2 separate regions of the Oryctolagus cuniculus genome follow, and region 2 is linked to region 1. Evidence: chromatin contacts called from public Hi-C data. All regions are on one chromosome and are shown on one strand. Each heading gives the region's core, a stretch centred on a gene start, on an enhancer-like site or on the middle of the called end of the contact. The rest is flanking DNA. Distances are from core to core; before and after follow the strand shown. Region 1 overlaps TPM1 (tropomyosin 1). Region 2 overlaps USP3 (ubiquitin specific peptidase 3).

Evidence for each region. Hi-C and Micro-C count contacts between places; a contact is called where the count stands out from the background.
Region 2: a Hi-C map of an unstated tissue shows a contact between it and region 1, with 2.3 times the contacts expected there. The contact joins two enhancer-like sites. A contact is called at or near these places in 2 of 6 Hi-C or Micro-C datasets (ear pinna and an unstated tissue).

Annotation. Positions count from the first base shown.
Region 1 is chr12:86,074,475-86,081,522 of mOryCun1.1, forward strand. It overlaps TPM1 (tropomyosin 1), which reads left to right. Exons shown (of 10, transcript NM_001105688.1): 3 at 1,309-1,442; 4 at 3,415-3,532; 5 at 4,560-4,630; 6 at 5,414-5,489; 7 at 5,930-5,992; 8 at 6,267-6,336. Among named protein-coding and RNA genes, the nearest start is that of TPM1, 15 kb to the left of the region's middle. Within about 2 kb of position 4,132, at least 2 of the 8 cell types and tissues checked have an H3K27ac peak or open chromatin away from gene starts, as enhancers often do.
Region 2 is chr12:86,504,899-86,511,946 of mOryCun1.1, forward strand. The region is part of intron 1 of USP3 (ubiquitin specific peptidase 3); the gene reads left to right. Among named protein-coding and RNA genes, the nearest start is that of USP3, 49 kb to the left of the region's middle. Within about 2 kb of position 3,898, at least 1 of the 8 cell types and tissues checked has an H3K27ac peak or open chromatin away from gene starts, as enhancers often do.

The DNA.
Region 1 (7,048 bases), core at 2,882-5,381:
TAACCTGCTGTGCCGTGACACTGGCCCCCCAAAATAAACTTTTAATTCCATTACTTATTAATTCCTGTGAACTTCTGAAGTACCTTCCAATAGAGAGAACTAGCATCGGTCCTTGGGTATATACTGTAATTTTTAGAAAAGTACAAGTATGAGAGCCCCTCACTTGGTAGCACACACTCATAGTGGGTGAGGATGAGGAAATGGTGCTGGTGAGCAGCTTCATCTTCCTGCAGGGTCTGTGACTGGCAGGTGACAAAGTGGATCCTGGGTCCTGCAGGTGTGCGGAGGTTCATAGTAACAAACGCTTGGGGCAGCAGACGACCATTGCATCCCCAAGAAACATTTTTTTTTTTTTAACTTTTTTTTTTTTTTAATTTATTTGACAGAGTTAGACAGAGACAGAGAGAAAGGTCTTCCTTCCGTTGGTTCACCTCCCAAATGGCCACTACGGCTGGCGCGCTGTGCCAATCCAAAGCCAGAAGCCAGGTGCTTCCTCCTGGTCTCCCATGCGGGTGCAGGGCCCAAGCACCTGGACCATCCTGGGCCACAACAGAGAGCTGGACTGGAAGAGGAGCAACCGGGATTAGAACCCGGTGCCGGTGCAGCAGGCGGAGGATCAAGGAAGTGAGCCAGGGCACCGGCCCCTCAAGAAACATTTTACTTCAGAGATAGATACCAAGTGACAGTGTCTGTTGCTTTCTCCTTAGGAGTTTGATACTTTTCTTAGAAAGGGGTGGTGGAGAGGAGAAATGACACCATCTGAAGACCTTAATGATCCAGTGTTTTTTAACACCAGTGAATTTTAAAATATCTTAGTTCCATTCTAAGGCTCCTTTGAGAAAGTGACTGGGAGACAGGAGGGTCGAGTGAGGCTCCTGACTGTGATTCCACTGTACTGCTGTTGTCTTCTGAATGGCTGGGCCTGGGTCAATCTTCTTGCCTCTGCCCCCAGCCCAGGCCCTGAGGCATGAAGTGGCTGTGAGGGGGTTCTGTTTAAACAGCCAAGTAAAATGAAGGCATTGGAATCTAAGCAAGAGAGGACCACATGAGGGAGTGTTGGCTGCTGGTTCACGTGTGATGAGAGCCATGTGGATGGATCTGTATTTACCCAAATATGGATGCCCACCGTAGACATCAGCAACGCATCCAAGAATTCCAGGGCTGGCCAGGCCCTGTCATGCACTTACAGGGAGCTCACCACAAGGCCCAGACTTCCCGTCTGAAACAGTTTTTCAGTCCCAGCCACTTCCTGAAGGCACCGCCCTCACTTTCTCCCCGCCTCTTAAGTGCCTTTCGCTCTCCGCCTAGGCTGAAGCCGATGTAGCGTCTCTGAACAGACGCATCCAGCTGGTTGAGGAGGAGCTGGATCGTGCCCAGGAGCGTCTCGCAACAGCCTTGCAGAAGCTGGAGGAGGCCGAGAAGGCAGCAGACGAGAGTGAGAGGTGAGGACGCCGCATCCAGCCTTGTTAGCACAGCCTTTCTCGCGCTGGTGAGCCGCAGGGCTTCTGACTTCTGAGGTTTAGAGGTGCTACAGTCCCTTGGCAGGGTCCGCCCCTCTGTTGATCCCAGGTGTGTTTGGTTGTGCTCATTTGATGTTAGTGGAACCTCTGCTAGGTGCAGAGCACTGTTGTCAGCCCCCAGCTTACAAAGAAGACCGCAGTCTCATCCCTGCCTTCACAGAGCTCACCACCCAGCCAGGGAGGTAGACGGGTCCCTGGATACGTGTTGGTTCTTTATTCTGTAATGAGCTCAAAGCACCATGAGGTTTTAAAATTTATTTAACTACTTTATTTTAAAATATACCAAAGAGGGCTAGATAAAGGGACTGCAGACTGTGAGGTATCAAATAACCTAACAAATAAGTAGAAGAAAAGGCACAGATAAAACAAATACCTACAAGACATGTGCGTGCACTCCAAACACAGGCAGAAACTCGCCATTTCTGAGCCCACCTCCACTGTAACCTGGCTCTGCCCGACTTCTCCCTCAAGGTTCACCTTTACGGATGTAAAGGAGAACCATGGCTCTCATGGATCAGCACACCTTGTGCCTTCCAGCAGGCATTTTCTCCTGTGCTCTGCTCCTGGAGGTCACGCGTCTGCGTATTGCATGGAGAGACTCCATGAGAAGAGAGAACATCCTGCCGCTTGCGGGATGCAGTGGTAGTGTGGGGATCCAAACGCTGCAGGTGCAGGTCGGTGCTGTCCGTCATCTTGACCATTTCTCCATCTGTGAAGTGAGCCTGTGCTTCTGCCACCACGTATAAAAGGTATTCTTAGACTTGAGCTAAGAATGTCCTTTTATCCTGGAGTTTCCAGTTCATTATTCCCCATTGTTTACTACGTCTTCACTAACCAAGAGTTGGGGAATTCTTTAGGTTGGCTGGTGATCTCTTCCAGTGTACACGAAACAGTAAGTTAGTGGCTGAATTCTTGAAATAGGCTTATCTGTGAACACTACGGGCAGTCTGGAAATGTTAAACTTTGGAGTGAAAGGAACTTCAAGATCTTTTCTTCCATTACCCTGACTTTACAGACGAGAACACAAGGGCTCAGAGACTGACTTGGCCTTGCCCAGAGGCTCACAGCATATTTGTGGCTGAGCCAAGATTAGAGCTCAGGTCTCCTTAAGTATATTATAGTACTGTCTCAAAAAATACTGGTTTGCTTATCTTACAGCCTATTGAGTTGGGTTTTTTTGTAAATGAATCCCATTTTAACCTGACTTGTTATTCCATAAAGCTGTGATGTATCAGAGGTCATTTAACACTTTCTGAAACGTGCAATAGGAGCCTTGCACATGCAAAGCTTCCAAGACAGTGTCAGCTCTGTCTCCTGACACCCTTAGCAGGAAAGGGGTGTTACGGTCAAAACATGTTTCTCAGAAAGCTTTCAGTTGAACCATATGAATTGCTACCCTTCCAGGTCTGAAATGGTCAAATAGCAGCAGTTTCACGTGAGCCAGTCCAGTGTCTTCATCTGTGGTTGGTGGGATTGGAATCTGTTCTACAGAGAGAAGTGCCTGAAGAGGACTTTTGCTCCAGCTTTGATCTGTTTTCAGGCTGAGGCTTCCTACAGGAAAAGGACAAAACCCATTATACATTTAATTGGGAGGGCATGTTGCCTCTTCCTGTTTCCGTGCCTCCCGGGCTGGAACAAGATCCTGACATATGGTACCTTTCATTTACTGTTAGATGCCTGGACAGTTTCTTTAGTACCCAAATCCGCGTACAGTGAACAGAGGGCTATGTGTCTCTTTCTGCCTTCAGTTCTGGAAAGTCTTGCTTCGTGGCTCGGGAAAGAAAAGTAGCTCTGTGCTCTGTTTTGGGCTGCGCAGACCACAGCCGTGCAATGTGAACGGGCAGAATCTGCGCATTTATAAATGTTGGCTTTCCCTGCTTGCCTTTCTTTTCAGAGGCATGAAAGTCATTGAAAGCCGAGCCCAAAAGGATGAGGAAAAAATGGAAATTCAGGAGATCCAACTGAAAGAGGCCAAGCACATTGCTGAAGATGCCGACCGCAAGTATGAAGAGGTCAGATCCTCAGGCCCAAAGCGCCTGGGCTCCCTGCGGTGGCCCGCCTTGATTGCTGAGTGACGGCAGAAATGGGTGGTCTTGAGAAATACGATTCCTTTATCTAGAAATGGTTCTTCCTTTGACCAGGAGCACTGGCAAGAACCTGAGCTCCCCTCACCTTTCCCACCCGAAGACCAGTACACAAGATCTCCAGCAAGGAAAGCGAGAGTTAGGCTGGTTAGGAAGGGAGGGTCTGAGTGACCTGACACGTCCAGTTGGGGCAGCTTAGAGACCAGGGGCCACATGACTGCGCAGTAGATTGACGGAAGCCTCTCTCCTCTAAGGTGGTAGAGCCCTGTTGTCAGCATTGGGTCACACGTGAACCTGCACCTGGTCATGTCCCCATGGTAACAGCCAACATGACCACCAAGATTTTCCTTTTTCCTTACTGTGTCCCAGCATGGCTCTCCTGAAGGGGGATGCTGTTAGTATCTCCAGGTCTGACTGGTCCCGCAGATGTTAAGCTGCATCAAAGGATCCCTTCTCTCCTTTCCTGCGCTGAGCACAGATTAGGCTTTGCGGGTTGTCTCACCAGCTCGCCTCACGTTAGCTTCTCCCACTTTCTTAACTCCCACAGAAAGAGAGCTGACATACAGAACACTAAATCGATGGAGCACTTGGGGTTATTTTCAGTTCTTTCTTGGCAGCCTCCAGTATAAAATGCATCACACTCATCTTACTGCTATTTTTGAGATTGTGAATTTCATATTTCTCCCTCCTTCGATGCTTGGGGCTGGCTGCTGTTCGTTAGGCAGACTCCACCAGACTGAGGCTTCACATCATGGAGACCCTGTGGTAGCTGACCCTGCTGGGTCGTTTTGAGCAAGGGCCTCTGGTGCCCTCTCTCCAGGCATTCCTATTGGAGAGTCTTCCCCTGAGCCTGCTGCAAGGCGGACCATCTTGTCTGTAGACAAGAACCCTAGGGTGGACATGATCTGAACCGCGAGCCCCATGGCGTGTGCGTGCTGTGTTTGTCCTGCTGCAGGTGGCCCGCAAGCTGGTCATCATTGAGAGCGACCTGGAGCGTGCAGAGGAGCGGGCCGAGCTCTCAGAAGGGTAAGCGGGACCGGCAGCAGGAGGCCGCGGTGGGGTGCTGCAGAGCGGTGACTAAACAGCATGACTTCTGGCAGCTGCACATTGACCTGTCTCGGCTCCGGGCTCCTCCTGCGCTCACCGGATGTGGATGAGCCATGATACAGAACACGGAGGACTCGTGTGGGGTGTCTGTGTATGAATGCGTGTGGCACTGCATGCCTTACCTGCACACTGATTTTGTGAATGGCCTTGTGCATTTCCTGTGTCCACTAACAGCCAAGTTCGACAGCTGGAAGAACAATTAAGAATAATGGATCAGACCTTGAAAGCATTAATGGCTGCAGAGGATAAGGTACTGATGGCTCATGTATGGTTTTTAGGTTTAACTGCAACCCAGACGTCTTTCAGCTTCCAATGCACACTGGTTTGTTGGGTGTAACGACTGCACCTTCACTCAGCCCTCTGCTGTTTATATCTCGCTTTAAGTGCTTTCTCTTGGTCCTTTATGCTCCTTTTGTGTTTCCCTTCATAAATGCTCCTTGGGGCAGCCAAAAAAAAAAAAAAAAGCCAAATGATCACACTAGCCGCGCATTGGATTTTGCCACCCTGCCTTTGCACTGCTGTGAGGTCAGAGGGCAGTGTCCGCGGCCGCACCGAGCGCTTTGGCACCAGATGGTTTGGCTACTGGAAGGCGGCCCGTCAGCTCTGGGACTCAGTGTTCATGTTTTCCCATCCCTCTCCTTTTTCTCTCCTCCTTCCTTGGGCTTGGCTCCCACCCTTTCTGCCTCTGAACGAAAACGTTAGCAAATGTGCCGAGCTTGAAGAAGAATTGAAAACTGTGACGAACAACTTGAAGTCACTGGAGGCTCAGGCTGAGAAGGTAGGCCAGGAGCACGCCGCGGGGGAACGGGCCTCTCTGGCCAGAGGCGCGCTTTCTCTCCCCGAGGCCCTGCTCGTGAACGCTACCGCACAGTAGGCGTGTTAGTAATAACGACAGCGTTTTCTGCGGTGACTCCCTGATGCTTACTGCTAACAGCGTCCTTTTGGTTTTTAGTAGAGAATACATTTCACGTGGGGTGTGTGAGTCGTCCATTTAATTTAAACCAAGTGCCAGCGGATAGGTTATCTTGGTCTTATCCCATGTAAAGCAATAGGCAGGCGCGCAGAGGATGTATTGTAGCATGCGATTTGATAGCGGAGGCTCCGTTACCTCCCAAGAGATCCGTAACATCTGTTGGCTGGGCTGGCACGTCCCCTGTACGCGAAGGCATCGGGTGGTGAGCCGCAGCCTGACATCTGGAATGCTCTCTTTAATTACAGTACTCACAGAAGGAAGACAAGTATGAAGAAGAGATCAAGGTGCTTTCTGACAAGCTGAAGGAGGTAATATTATAATAGAGTTTTGGGTGAAGCCAACTGCATTTTTGTGGCGCTGGTAGGGAGTCTTTAAAGTTACAGTGACCCAAATCAGGAACATTCCAAGGCATTCTTGGAGTTCATGTGCAGTGCTGGCTCCTGTCTCCCCCAGTGGCGGGCAGCTTCCGACCCGCTGTATGGCTGAGGCCCTTGAAGGCCATCCTCTCATTGTGCCCGTGTTTGTAGCTGCTGGAAGTGTAAACTCTCCCTTCACTGACCAAAACAAATTAAATTGTTACAGGCTGAGACTCGGGCTGAGTTTGCAGAGAGGTCGGTAACTAAGTTGGAGAAGAGCATTGATGACTTAGAAGGTAAGGTCTGAAACAGTGTTTTCAACTGAATCCTTACCATTGAATACTGACCTGACAAAACAGTTTTCCAGTCCAAGTGCGTCCCCCTTGATAGACCTCTTTGCTCTTGCACATTCTCCTTATCTGTCCTCTGGGGTTTTCACCTGTGGCTCTTCAACTCTCAGACCTGCGTGCACTGCTCGTGAGGTGACTGGTCAGCCACCAGACAGGGCACGTCCCCCTCTGCAGTGGCAGATGCCACCAGCTTTCCCTCACACTCGTCAGGTGTGGGGCAGATTTATTTTTCATTTTGAGTGAGGAGTTTGTGAGAGTGACTCTAATATATTTTGTATCTTTAATGATAGCTCCTAATTATCAGAATGATGTGAACTTGATTTTTTTTAAGACACAACCCATCATTTTCCAAGTATAAATTCACTGTAAGGGTTTAGGTTATTTCTTCGTTGTCTTAGCAAAATAGTTTTAATACTGAATGAGAGGAGAAAATCAGCAAGGCTTTGTATTTGGCAATTATACTCAAGCATTTGTAGGTTTTATTTTGGTAACACCCTGTGTATCTCAACGGGAATCCTGAATTTTGAACTCTGAGACTTGTAGGCGGTTAGCTGTGAAGCAGGGGGGAAAATCATCTACGTCACTGGCAGAAGGGGTTGGGGAAGAACCTGCAGGTTGCTGCGGACAGTAGCAGTTTTGAGGACAAGAGGGGATGACA
Region 2 (7,048 bases), core at 2,648-5,147, 430 kb after region 1:
ATAAATAAATATTTTTTTAAAAAAGTTAGAGAAAGATGAATACAAATTTGAGGCTAGGAGAGCGAAGGGGAAGCACCACTAGGAGCTTGGCCAGCACGGGTGATATTTTTCATGAATTTCAGTGTGCGGTTTGTTTTATTATTATCTCTCCCACTGTACTTACATATTACATAGATTCTTGTAGGAGTGAACTTTTCACCAAAAACTCGTTTCGGAGAAAGCCCCTTGGGATCTGATAGGGCGCTTCCCGTACCAGAGTGCCGGACTCAGTCCGGACTCCACTTCCAATCCAGCTTCCTGTTAATGCGCGCCCTGAGAGGCAGCAGGTGACGGCCTGCCATCACCCGGGTCCCTGCCACCTGCATGAGAGCACTGACTTGAGTTTCAGGCTCCTGGCTTCAGCCTGGCTCAGTTCCAGCTGCTGCAGCCATTTAAGGGAGTCAACCAGCAGATGGAAGATCTCTCTCTGTCTCTCTGCCTTTAAAAAAAAAAAAAAAGGGCATGAGAGCTGGGTTTTTCAAAGGGCAGGCTGATGCATGGGAGGTGTTCTCAGTGTGTGTAGCTGAAAGTATTGAGAGTATGAAACATCAGGGCGGAAAGGCTTGGGGTGGGGAGGGGACCATCGCCGAGGGCTTGCTCTGTGCCAGCCCTAATCTGCAGAATCTCCCTGGGCCTCCAATGCTGCCCCGTTAATCAGACACAGCAGGCTGAGTGGCTGAGATTCTGAATGATAATGAGCAAGGGACTCATCGCTTAGCTAACACTCCTTCTGTGTGACCCGTGCACGGTTGCAGAGCTCGTAAACCACTTCCACATGAGCTGATTCAATCAGAGAAGGTTATTTTTATGCCTGTTTCAGAGAGAAAGAAAGCAAGTCATGGGGAGCCCGTGTGACTCGTCTGAGGCCACCGGCCAGGACAAGGTCTCAGAGCGCCTGACCAAGCGCTCCCCCTCCCCCAGCTGCGCCTGTCGGTTCTGAGTGTGGTAGACAGTTTCTCCCACAAGTGCCCCCCCCACCTTCTGCAAACCCTGTAGCCACCCCCCCCCCCACTTCCCTCTTCCCTGGGGATGAGGCAGCCTGCCCTGGGCCCAGCCCCTTGCACCCTCCTACCCACTCTCTCTCTGCTCTGGTCCGCAGCTCTGCTGCCCTTGGCCCAATCCTTGGAATTCTTCTACTTTCCTTCCCTGGGGGTTTTCCCAGTTGCTCATTTTCCCAGGCGCCGCCCCAGGTCCTCTCTGGACATCAGCCTCCTCCTCTCCTCATCAGTTTGCTGATACTCTGTGGGGTGCACCCCACATCCTACAGAGAGCACCTGCAGGGTGTGGTGGTACTTGAGGGGAAGCACCCACAGGTAGTTTGGAAAAGCGACTCTGGTTGGCCATTGCAGCGTGCATGGGAGACCTCCTCATAGCTGGGGGAGCTGATCGGGTCATGTGCCTCTGAGTCTCTTCTTCCTGACCTGTTACTTCCTGGCTGGTTTTCAGAAATTCAATAGGAGCCTGTGTTTCGGCGTAGCAGGTAACGCCTCTGCCTATGATGCCAGCATCCAATATGGGCGAAGCTTCAAGTCCCATCGGCTCCACTTCTGATACAGCTCTCTGCTAATGGCCTGGGAAAAGCAGTGGAAGATAGTCCAAGTATGTGGGCCCTTGCTACCCTTGCAGGAGACCTGGAAGAAGCTCCTGGCTCTCCTAGCTTAGGTCTGGCCCAGCCCAGCCAATGTGGCCATCTGGCGGGTGAGCCAGTAGCTGGAAGATTCTCTCCCTCCTCCTCCCTCCCTGTAACTCTTTCAAATAAACAAACAAACAAACCTAAGAGAGAAAGGAAGAGAGGAAGAAAAACAAATTAAATGAAGCCGTGCCTTTTACATGGTATGTGTTAATCGAAGGTCAGGTCCCTTCTTTATCTCGTCATCCCAGAAAATAGCAGTGAGGTGTTGCTAGGGAGAGCCAGGCTCTTCCACCCACTCACAGACCTGGCTTCTGACACCCACGATCTTCTCTCAGGAGAAGGACTGTGCGTGAGGCAGAATATTTTGGCCACTGCCCGGGACACTGCAGGCTGTGGTGCACTGGGGCGGGGGGGGAGTATAGGAAAAGAAATGGATACCCAGCACCAGAAGGCTTCCCAGAGCTGCACTCTAGTGATCAGCCTGGCTGGGAGAGGGCAGAGCCGCCGGCCGGAGAAGACCCTGGGGGAGAGAGCCACAGGGTGCCTCTCGGCTACTGAGTGGTTCCTCTACTTCCAGGGCAGGTGGCAGATGCAGGGGCATCTGGAGCTGGGGGCACTGGGACTGGCGCTGTAGCAGTAGATGGCCCATGTCCTTGGGCCTCTGTACCACGTGGGAGACCTGGAGGAAGCTCCTGGCTCCTGGCTTTTGCAGCCATTTGGGGAGTGAACCAATGGATGGAAGATCTTTGAAGATTTATTTATTTACTTAAAAGGCAGAGTGACAAATAGAGAGCAAGAGGCAAGAGAGAGTGAGAGAGAGAGAGAGAGAGAGAGAGAAAGCACACGCTTCTACCTGATGTTTCATTCCCCAAATGGCCACAACAGCCAGAGAGGCTGAAGCCAGGAGCCAGAAACTCTCATTCTGGTCTCCCAAATGGGTGGTGGGGCCCAAGCACTCAGATCATCACCATCTGCTTTCCCAGGTACGTTACAGGGAGCTGGATTGGAAGCTGCAGAGCTGGGATTCACACTGGCGCTCTGACGTGGGAGACTGGCATTACGGGTGGCGGCTTAGCCCACTGTGCCACTAGGGCAGCAGAGAGTCCTTCTTAACTGAGACTCTCAAGGACTCGTATTCTTCGGTCACTAGGAGACAAGTTAACTCTCCATCAGCTGATTTTCATTTGCATTATCGTGACCCAGGCTGGTGCCCAAGTCATTTTCCTGAACTCTGGGAAGTCACGTCCTCCCGACTGCTGGGCCGAGCACACCAAGGGGCTTGTAGACTCGCCCTGCTCGGTTCGTAGCTCTGGGCAGCAGAGGACACCTGCCCTCCAGATAGCCGAACTTTCTTGGGAAGATTCCAGAAGGAGGTATTAGTCCAAAGAGTATCACAGAAAGTGCCATTCTGACCGTCTCAGCTGTAATAACGCAATCTTTTATTGCTTCTCTCTCTCTCTCTCTTTTAAAGGAAAGACATCAAACAAGGGACTCATTCAGTTTTTCAACCACAATATGAACAGACACTTCACACATGAGAAATTATAATTACTACATAAGTAAAAAAGGACCTGCCTATTGGCAGATTAGAACAAATTTGGGGCCCCATTAAAAATATTAATTCTCAGGAATATATTAATGCAGTGTTATTCAATATGCCCAATGTTGCAACAGAATTGATTCTCTCATGTAGTATTGGCAGCATTGTAAATCAGTAATCTCTCTTTGGGGAAGCAGTTATGACAACACACAGGAACAGCCGCATTTATGATTACTGGGAAGTAATGCAATAAAAATCTGCAAAAAGCAGTTACCATCAGCAGTATCTATCACAGCAAGAAAAAAAAAGAGAGAGAGAGAGAAGTCATAGGCTTAAGGGAATTATTAGGCAGATTTGTATCCAGCCATACATTTGCCTCGTATACAGTTTATAAGGACAATTATGATTAAGTAGCAATATAGAGAAATATTTATTGTGGGTAAAACATAACAAACTTCAGGATAGCGTGTGTTATTATAGCTCCATAAAAGTGTGCATACACAGGCTGGATAGTATTGAAGTAAAAATGGCAGCAGGGTTTGGAGGCAGCATACTGTGTTTCAGATGATTTCTGATGTATTCAGAGGCAACTTTGTCCTCAGTTGAATAAAAGGAATTACATCAGTCTGAGAAGAGTGAGTCTCGTCACAGGCCTTCCCCTGTGAGATGACCAGGGCAGGCACGGCGCCTGCCAAGCATGCGTCCAGCCCCTGGGGGCGCCCTGTCCATGTGGGAGGACCTGCAGGGAGGACTGCTCTCAGCCTGATCATTTTCATCCATCGCTGACAAAGACCTCCTGCCCCGCGAAGACCCCACCGCCAGCACCCGCCTTCCTTCACAGCAGCTTCCTCTCCCAGAGCTTCATGCCCAGAAGGAGGACATCCCCTTAAAGCTCCCATTTCCTGGGGCCAGCCTGGGCTCGGAGCACCTTCCCCTCCTTCTCCTGCAACTTCACTCCAGACGCAGGCTGGAGCACTTTCATCTCCAAATTATGTGGACGCGTAACTCTTCACGCCAGCAGGTGGCAGTCTGCACATCGTCCCACAGTGCTTAAGCGGTGCCTCCCAGGACACTGTGATAGGTAATTGTTCACTTCCTGTTGCCCAGCTGGCCTCACCCCCCCACCGCCACCCCACTCCAAAGACGGCGGGCCAGGCCGAGGGGCCTCAGGCCAAGATGGAGGCAACCGATGCCCGCAGAGCCACTTGGTTGGGGAAACCAATCGAGTCTCCAGCTCCCAGCACAGTGACACTGCCCAGGCCTTTGCCCAGCTGTCCCTACTCCAGGGCCCACTCTCTTCCTGCTGTACCGTGCTGCCTCCCAGCTGCCCAGCAACAATCCTCTGTGAACAAGGGAGCCAGGATATTTCTGAACCCACGGCTAAATGCATCTCAAATCACCATGTCAACTCATAGCATGGATCATAGCCTTTTACCCTGAATTACCATTTTGGGGAGGATGCTGCAAGAAAAAAAATAATTAAAATATGACATATATAGCAGATACTTCAAAATGTTCGTAGAACATAGAATTAAAGGATAAGTTTATTTTGGTGCAAACAAAACATTTTGGAATCCATCTATACAGGAGTTTTCAAAATGTTCATGGAAATACACATTAAGAAAAAACTCTTCATGGATTTCAAAATTTTTATGCACCAAGATAAATATATATTTATAAGTTATTTATTTATTTGAGAGAGACAGAGACCTCCCACTGACTGGTTTACTCCCCAAATGCCTGCAATGCTTGGGGCTGGCTCAGCTCAAAGCTGGGAACTCAGCCTAGGTCTCCTAGGTGGGTGGCAGGAGCCCGGCTCCTTGTGCCTGCACTGCTGTCTCCCAAGCACACATCAGCAGGAAGCTGAGACTGAGAGCAGAGCCAGGACTCAAATACAACTGCTCCTATATAGGATGCTGGGCCAAGCACTCTCCCCCAAACTTATATTTTAATTTCATTTTTAAAAAAGATTTATTTATTTATTTGAAAGTCAGAGTTACACACACACACACACACAATCACACACAGGTCTATCTGCTGGTTCACTCCCCAGATGGCCGCATCAGCCAGAGTTGAGCTGATCCAAAGCCAGAAGCCAGGAGCTTCTTCTGGGTCTCCCATTCGGATACAGGGGCCCAAGCAATTGGGCCATCTTTTACTGCTTTCCCAGGCCATAGCAGAGAGCTGGATCGGAAGAGGAGCAGCCAGGACTAGAAACGGTGCCCATATGGGATGCCAGTACTTCAGGTCAGGGTGTTAACCCGCTGAGCCACAGCACCGGCCCCATTAATTCCATTTTCCTCTGACTTTGGCAGTGTCCTTGTACTTGTAAATATATTTATCAAGTGATAGAACAAAAGTGATCCAGAGATACTTGGCATGGAGCTCAACCTGGCAGCTAACACTGGAGGTGGCCCAATGGCTGTGGGGCAGAAGCCGGGAGGACTGTGCTGTGGCCTTGTGCCCACACTGGGAATGATCACTAAGAAGGTCAGACTTCTGTCTAGCCTGTCGCACGGCTGCTCTCATCCGGTTGTTAAAGGAAATAGCTCTGGACTTGCAGGGTGGGGAAGGGGGCAACAGTGCGAGGGGCTGCGGTGACAGTGGGTGGCAGTGAGCAGACACCCAGCCAGGAGTGCAAGCACAAAAGCTCAGTGAGAAGCAGCTATCCCAGGTTGTGCTGCTGCCACCAGCCACGCCACCGACAACGGCGTCTGTGCCAAGGAGCAGGACCTGCACCCACATCGGTACTGCAGGGTCTGCAGCCAGGAAGTCCACCCACTGGAGCTCCCGGGGAAGACTTGCAGTGATGCAAGTTCTCTGTAGACGTCTTGCTCATTTGTTTAATCCAAGAGGATGGGCACCTGCGCCCTAGGGACCACCTGACTGATATCACTTAAAGAAGACAGGTGGGGCCGGCGCCGCGGCTCACTAGGCTAATCCTCCACCTTGCAGCATCAGCACACCGGGTTCTAGTCCCGGTCGGGGCGCCGGATTCTGTCCCGGTGCCCCTCTTCCAGGCCAGCTCTCTGCTGTGGCCAGGGAGTGCAGTGGAGGATGGCCCAAGTGCTTGGGCCCTGCACCCCATTGGGAGACCAGGAGAAGTACCTGGCTCCTGCCATTGGATCAGCGCGGTGCGCCGGCCGCAGCGCGCCAGCCGCGGCGGCCACTGGAGGGTGAACCAATGGCAAAGGAAGACCTTTCTCTCTGTCTCTCTCTCTCTCACTGTCCACTCTGCCTGTCAAAAAAAAAAAAAAAAGACAGGTGGGATTCTTGCCAAGAAAATTTCTGGGGGCTAGGGCTGGCACTGTGGTATAGTGGGTAAAGCCACCGCCTGCAATGCCGGCATCCCATATGGGTGCCAGTTCGAGTCCTGGCTGCTCCATTTCCAATCCAGCTCTCTTCTATGGCCTGGGAAAACAGTAGAAGATGGCCCAAGTCCTTGGGCCCTTGCACCCACATGGGAGACCCGGAAGAAGCTCCTGGCTCCTGGCTTCAGATCGGCGCAGCTCCAGCCATTGCAGCCAACTGGGGAGTGAACCAGCGGATGGAAGACCTCATTCTCTCTCTCTCTCTCTCTCTCTCTCTCTCTCTCCGCCTCTCCTTCTCTCTCTGTGTAACTATTTCAAATAAATAAATCTTTTTAAAAAAGATTCTAGGGGAAAACAAATCTCATGTTCTATGACCTTTTAAAAGTTTTATTTATTTGAAATGCAGAGTGGCAGGAAGAGAGACAAAGAGAACTCCCATCACTGATTCACACCCCAAATGTCTGCAACAGCCAGGACTGTGCCGGGCAGAAACCAGGGGCTCGGAACTCAATATGGGTCTCCTCC